2 separate regions of the Zea mays genome follow, and region 2 is linked to region 1. The links are chromatin contacts, called in public Hi-C maps. All regions are on one chromosome and are shown on one strand. The core of a region is the stretch at or near the end of the contact, and the rest is flanking DNA. Distances in the headings are between cores, read along the strand shown. Region 1 holds the start of LOC100216600. Region 2 holds the start of LOC100193503 (DEAD-box ATP-dependent RNA helicase 38).

Region 1 (3,407 bases), core at 244-2,743:
CTTTTAAAGTTCTACAACTTTTATTTTGACACTTTTTCATTCGATGTCATTTGCAAAATTTGAATTTTAAATTTGACAAATCTAGATGCAATTTTTGAGAACTGAAATGAGTTCAAATAAAAAAGTTGTCAACCACAAAGTTTCATAACTTTTAGAGATCTACAACTTTTTATTTTGGTGGTTTCATCGTCAAGGTCGTTTGGAAAACTCGAAAAAATAAGGATAAATATGATTTCTAGTGTGATTCCTTAAGAAAACCGTCATTAGAAATCGATTTTTACATGCAGTTACTTAAAAAACTGCCACTAGAAATCCATTTCTACATGCAATTTTTTTAAAAAAACCTCATGTAGAAAACTAGAAATATGATTTATAGTGACAATTTTCTTAAGGAACCGACACTAAAAATAGCAAATACAGTTGATAACTGAATACACCTGTAAAAATATACCACACCGCAGGTTTTAAGTCTTTTTCTACTACTGTGCTGAAGATGGCCTTACCACGCACAATGCTGCCCGACCCTGCTGCCCTTGCCCCTATTGGTTATCGTCATGATGCTGACGCAGGCTGGTAAGCCTGATTTCACTCGTCGTGACAATACGATGATACATCCCGACGAACGATGAGCTTAGCGAACCAACAAGACATGGCTCTTCGTCAGAGGTGTCTCGTAACCCGTCCCTTTTCCGGCGCTTCCGCCCATCGAAGAGATCAACATTTTTTAAGGCACGCACAGTTTCGATTCAATCGACAACTAGTGGTATGTTTACTTATTTTATTTATATAGTTTTCTTTCTTAAACTTGTATTGTACATTGATGTGAAATTGTATTATACGTAATACTAGTTTTTTAAAGGTTTTGCTTGTATCATTCCGTTTTCTTGACTCTCAATAAATTCTCGCGTTCCTTCACTATTTCAAATTTGAATTCGACACCGCAACGACATAATTAATAACTAATAACCGTACGAAGCCAATATAATATGTCAGCCAAACGAAAAAAACATGGAAATATGTATCCAGGTCCAAGATGAGGATGCCGGCAGGCGAGAGGACGAGTCATGGAGACGGTGCAGGGAGCGAGGGGCCGAGGGCATGGAACGGGAGGCGATTGAGGAATAGAAGCCAGGGATCCGCCAGGTGGCTGGATGGTGGAGGCAGGCGATGCAGCGCACGGCGGCACCCGGCCCACAGCTCAGGTGCAGGTGCAGTGCCCTGCGCGATACGTCGTCGTGAGACCGGCGTGTGTGGAGGGTGCAAGCCCGTGCGGGCGCGGCCAGCCGGCCACACCACCACTTTCCCGCGCCATCAATGCGCGGGCCGAGGGTCACCCGTCGCCCTCGCGCCGCGCTGGCGAGCCCCTGCCCCTCCGTCGCCTCCGACGTCGCTCTCGCCATCGCCCCGCGCGCCGCGCCAGAGCTCGCCTCAATCTCGCTCGCTCTGCCTGCCTGCCTGCCTACCGAGTCGCTCGCGCGCGGCGGGTCCGTCCGTCGCTGGCAGACGTATATATCGCCCGCCCGTGTAACAGCTACAGTTTTCCTTTAGCTGTATGTAGCCGTGCGCGCGCGAGCACGTCTCCAGCCAGCTAGGTAGGCGAGGTGACGATGGAGTCGACAATGGAGAAGCCGGCGGTGATGGACGCGGCGCGCGGCGGCGGAGGGGTCGGGCGGGCCAAGTCGGACCACCTGGCGCCGTCGCTGTCGCTGAGCCGGACGGCGTCGGCGGAGACGGTGCTGGGCACGGCGGCGGACGCGGCCAAGCCCGCCGGGTTCGGGAGGAAGCGGCGCTCCGCGTCGGTCGGCGGCGGCAACAACAACAGCCACATCCGCAAGTCCCGGAGCGCGCAGCTGAAGCTGGACGTGGAGGACCTCGTCAGCAGCGGCGCCGCGCTCAGCCGCGCCTCCAGCGCCAGCCTCGGCTTCTCCTTCACCTTCACCGGCTTCACCCCGCCGCTCCAGCACATGTGCTCCGCCGACCCGCCTTCATTCAGCGACGACGAGAACCGTACGTATAGTACGCGCCAGTCCATCCGAGAACATAGCTAGCTAGCTAGCCAGCTCTAACGACGGTTGCATATGCGTGCATATATATACGTCCTGCGCGGCCGCAGCAGTGGACATCGAAGCCGGCACACGGCGCAAGAAACTGGTGACCGAGCCGACCCTGCCGATATACCTCAAGGTAAAAAACGATCGAAAGCACACACCGCCATGCATGCATGCACGTCGCGCAGCGGAAAAGCTTCGTATCTAAGCGGCGGCGTGCGTGGCAGTTTGCGGAGGTGAAGTACAGGGTGGCGGGGAAGGGCTCGCCGCGGGAGATACTGGGAGGGATATCCGGGTCGGCGTCCCCCGGCGAGGTGCTGGCGCTGATGGGCCCGTCCGGCAGCGGCAAGACGACGCTGCTGAGCATCCTGGGCGGGAGGGCCGCCGCCGGCGGCGCCGTCGACGGCTGCATCTCCTACAACGACGAGCCCTTCAGCAAGTCCCTCAAGCGCAGGTAACCTAGCTATACCGACCTGCATGCCGTGTCCTCCATGACACGTACGTATGACTCCGGTTGATTTCTCGCCGGGCGCATTAATTGGTCAATTAATTCTCTGGGGCACAGAGTATATTTATATTGTTTTTAATTGTGTGGTCAGTAGCTTTCGGTAAGTTGAGTGGGTCCATCGGCCGCCGATGAGGTGTGTCCAGGTGGACACCATGCATCATGCATGCACGCGTCTGCATGTGCGGCTGTGCTTCGCTATGTACCTAGCAGGCTAGCACCTGTTAAAAGCATTAGCTTATCTAGCTAGATAGCCATGCTGTTCACGGTTATCCTGCTTGTTCTGTTCATGCATGGCTTCGCTGTCCTGAGTTCACTGTTCATGCAACTTTCACTGTGAGTGAACAACTCGTGAAAGTCACGAGTCTGTCATCGCTGTGACGCTGTGTTGCGTGTCCAGTGACCAGTGAAATTGACCTGACAGTGGTTTCCCTTGACGTTTTCGCCTTCTAGTCCTCTGAGCTCTGGCCCAGCAGAAGGACTGGGCCAAAACTTTGGTATACTGGGCTATGGTGTGAGTTCTTGTTTTACGGCCCAAGACGCTTACACGGGTCTGCTGTTCATGGGCTATAGTAAGAAATAAAATTACTAACGTGAATAATATAACAAATAATAAAAAATAGGCATAAAACATTAATAAAAATGGCAAATGTATAGAAAAAATATTGGGTAACTTAAATAAGGATGGGAAAAAATTAAATATAATCAGATGTATACGCGAACATCATGTATTTTATGTAACATATGAATGAAAACAATAAAAACAAAAGGAAAAAAGAAAACAAAACAAAATAAATAAACAAATAAGAAAAAAACACAAACACAAACACTGGAAAAACACAACAGCGTTCGTC
Region 2 (3,407 bases), core at 456-2,955, 150 kb before region 1:
CACTAAATATCTAGACATAATGTATATATAGGTGCGTACTAAAAGCTATGAATCTAGAAAACCCAAAATGTCCTATAATTCGGAACAGGAGTAGAATTCATCTAATGGTTTGCGTCTAGACATGATGAAAATAGCACATCCATATTGTGAGGACACATCAACAATATCTGTTTGAAGTTTGGGAAAGGCATAACATCACAGAAAGTACCAATCATTGTATACAAGTGCATAACTTTCCTCTACTCTTGTTAAGAATCACTTAATCAGTTGGTTGTGATGTGATAGCCAAGCACAGTCAGAGAAGCTTACTATGCTTCTTGATACATTGCTCCTTACAGCATTATAGTAACCTCCCAAATACCCTATGCATAATTATGATAACAAAACAAGAATGGAACTCAAACATGAATAACTTTCCTCTACTCTTTTTAATAATCACTTAATCAGTCGGTTGTGATGTGATAGCCAAGCACAGTCAGAGCAACTTAGTATGCTTCTTGATACATTGCTCCTTGCAGCATTATAGTAACTCAAATACCCTAGGAATTATTATGATAACAAAACAAGAATGAAACTCAAACATACCTCAGCAAGCATATGATCTGCCTCATCAAACACAAGTATCTTGATGTCCCTTGTGGCCAGCTTCTTATGGGTAATCCATTTGATGAGCGTACCAGATGTGCCGATAACGATCTGGTCAGTGATCGGAGCCATTTTCGAGATCGGCATGTAGTCTTTTTGAGCTGGCGGGATTGCACAGGCGCATGTAATGCCAGTAAACTTGCCCATCCTCATGAGAACTGCCTTATTCTGCAGAGTTGGATGAAGCAAACTCAGCACTATTAACAACAGAGGTTACCCATATGATGCGAGAGCATAGTATAAGAACGGTGATTCGACCTGCTGCGCAAGCTCCCTGGTGGGGCAAATGCAGATAGCCTGGGGTATCTTGCGTTGCGGGTCGACGCGGCTGAGCATGCCGAGGACGAAACAGGTGGTCTTGCCAGAGCCGTTGTGCGCCTGCGCGACGAGGTCCTTGTAGGGCGGCGTGAGGATCATGGGCAGGGTGATCGCCTGGATCTTGCTCGGGCGGCTGAACCCCATCTCGTCGTGCAGCCCCTTAAGCAGCTCGGGCGACAGCTTCAGATCCTCGAACGTGGTGGCCGACTCGTACACCGTGCCACCCGAAATCACCTGGAGCGCAGCCAAATCGAAATTACATCAGTCAATCAGCAGCCCGAGGCCAGCGAGACTGGCTAGGGCTAGTGTCAGCGTCGGCGCTGGTGCCACCGCCGGCGGAAGTGGGGGGGAGGGGAACGGGATCGTACGGCTTGGATTTGCGAGTCGTCGGAGTCATCGAGGAGGGGCGGGCCCTCTTCGCCTGCGGCGTCGTCCACCGACGGGGCGAGGGAGAGCGCCTCGATCTGCTTGGCCTGCTCCTCCACCGCCGGCTCGGTGATGGAGGAGGAAGAGGACGCCGCGGCGGCCGCCGCCGCCGCTTCGGCTGCCGCGGTCGCCTTAGCCTTGGCCTCCTCCTCCTCTTCGACGTCGGCCCATGACTTCTTCTCCGGGGACGCCGCCTTGTCGGCCATCGCGCCGCGCGCTGGCAGATCGAGACTCGACAGCAATCAGGAGTGGTGACTGGTGAGTGGAGGAGAAACGGAGAGGAAGCAGAGAGGGCTAGTGGGTTCGTGTTTTTTTTTCTCCACTCTTGATTTGTCAAGGGTTTATATGCGTGCTAGAGCAGTTTAGCTTAGCTTTCAAGCGGACTGCCTCCGTGTCACCGTGTGTTCTCTGCTTGCGATTTACGCAGCGGGCAGCGGTTAATCCGCGCTCTCGTTGGGCCACGCCCACTTTGGCGGCGGCCGTTTGAGGATGGAGTGTGGACCGGGCCTCAGAATGGGAAGAGAGTTAGCGGCCGGTGACGTGGGTCGGGCCGTAGGAGCATGATGAGAACTAGTAGAACAATTGCATCCTATCCTTCGCGTTTAGCTCTTTTCATAAAATAATTATGTTTGGACTTCTGAAAAACTAATCTATCTTTAAATCCTGTAAATCAGCCTAAGAATTATAGCATCGAGATTACACGTTTCGATCCTATCCTGTCCATCGCGTTTTTTTATTTTAGCTCCTTTTCAATAAAAAAATTATGTTTGGACTTATGAAAAACTAATCTATCTCTAAACTCTGAAAAACTAATTTATCAACACAATTCCAGATTTTATTCAAGTCAAGGAATATTTTGACGTTCTGTTCCTAGATGAAACGAAATACTTAGAATATAATATTCTAATTAATTCCTATTATACAAGAAAAGGTCCAGATAGACTGAACAAAAAGGGCTTCATTTCTATTTTCCAATTTGGAAAATCACATATTTGTTTCCTTTGTATGAACAGAAAAATACAATGACTTAAAGAAGTTTCTATCACAAACTTTGTACCACGCATATTACTTAGAACAACGGGGAAAGTAGGATAAGCAAGAATAAAAAAATATTCTTCAGAATAGCGGTATATAAAATTAATAAGAAATGCAAAATGAAGAAAAGGTCACCTAATCTCACCTATTTCTATACCATAAAGAACCAGAGATTTAAACACTTTTTTGAATCAGCCTATGATCTATAACATGGAGATTACACATTCAGCCTTCAGGGCAATGCCACTGTTAGCATGGAGACGGTGGTTGTGACATGGCGGGACCTTATGCCAAGATCTACAACACTAAGGTTGGTATCAAAGATTTGTGGTACTAATCTCGGTACAATAGATCGTAGCATCAACCTCGATGCCACATATCCTCTGCTTCGACCTTAACCGTGCGCTGCTCTCCTCCACCAACCATGATGTCATGGTGAAAGATCTATGTGTGATTTTGTTAATTATGACAATTAGTAGATTAAAAACATCTTCAGCAGGCCGTGTAAAAGACCGTGCAAAATACTATTTTACACTGTAAATTGCATTATTTACAAAATAAACTTTAAAATAGAAAGTAAGATAGAAAGTATAACAGGAAGTCTAGTTTAATGTTTCAATGTCGTATTTTGTCTAGGTTTACTGTGCTGCTGTCGTCCTACTTTACAACTAGCTGTACGACAGTACCAAAAGGGCAACGCTTTCTCGAATGACCATATAGGGTACCAACAGACAAGAACATGCTGCTATCCTGATTTGTCCTAATTATTAAGTCAAGCATAATCCTGTCATTTTTTGCATTACCAGCTGTTACGCTTTTGCTTTGCCCTATGTGGTTGTGACATGTAAATGTAATGTCCACCAAGCGTGCAATTTGAAACTTGATCACACTGCATATATGTTCGTGTGTTTTTGGTATCGGCTTAGAGAACCTGTTGGGACTCTAAGAGTGTGTTTGGTTTAAGGAATGAAGTGACTCATCTT

Evidence for each region. Hi-C and Micro-C count contacts between places; a contact is called where the count stands out from the background.
Region 2: a Hi-C map of endosperm shows a contact between it and region 1, with 2.5 times the contacts expected there. The contact joins the promoter of LOC100193503 here to the promoter of LOC100216600 in region 1. A contact is called at or near these places in 7 of 25 Hi-C or Micro-C datasets (ear, endosperm, leaf and 2 more).

Annotation. Positions count from the first base shown.
Region 1 is chr1:12,076,205-12,079,611 of Zm-B73-REFERENCE-NAM-5.0, reverse strand. It overlaps LOC100216600, which reads left to right and starts at 1,493. Exons shown (of 10, transcript XM_008666607.4): 1 at 1,493-2,007; 2 at 2,117-2,184; 3 at 2,276-2,502. The coding sequence starts at 1,608.
Region 2 is chr1:12,229,672-12,233,078 of Zm-B73-REFERENCE-NAM-5.0, reverse strand. It overlaps LOC100193503 (DEAD-box ATP-dependent RNA helicase 38), which reads right to left and starts at 1,705. Exons shown (of 8, transcript NM_001138616.1): 1 at 1,332-1,705; 2 at 904-1,197; 3 at 586-813. The coding sequence starts at 1,595.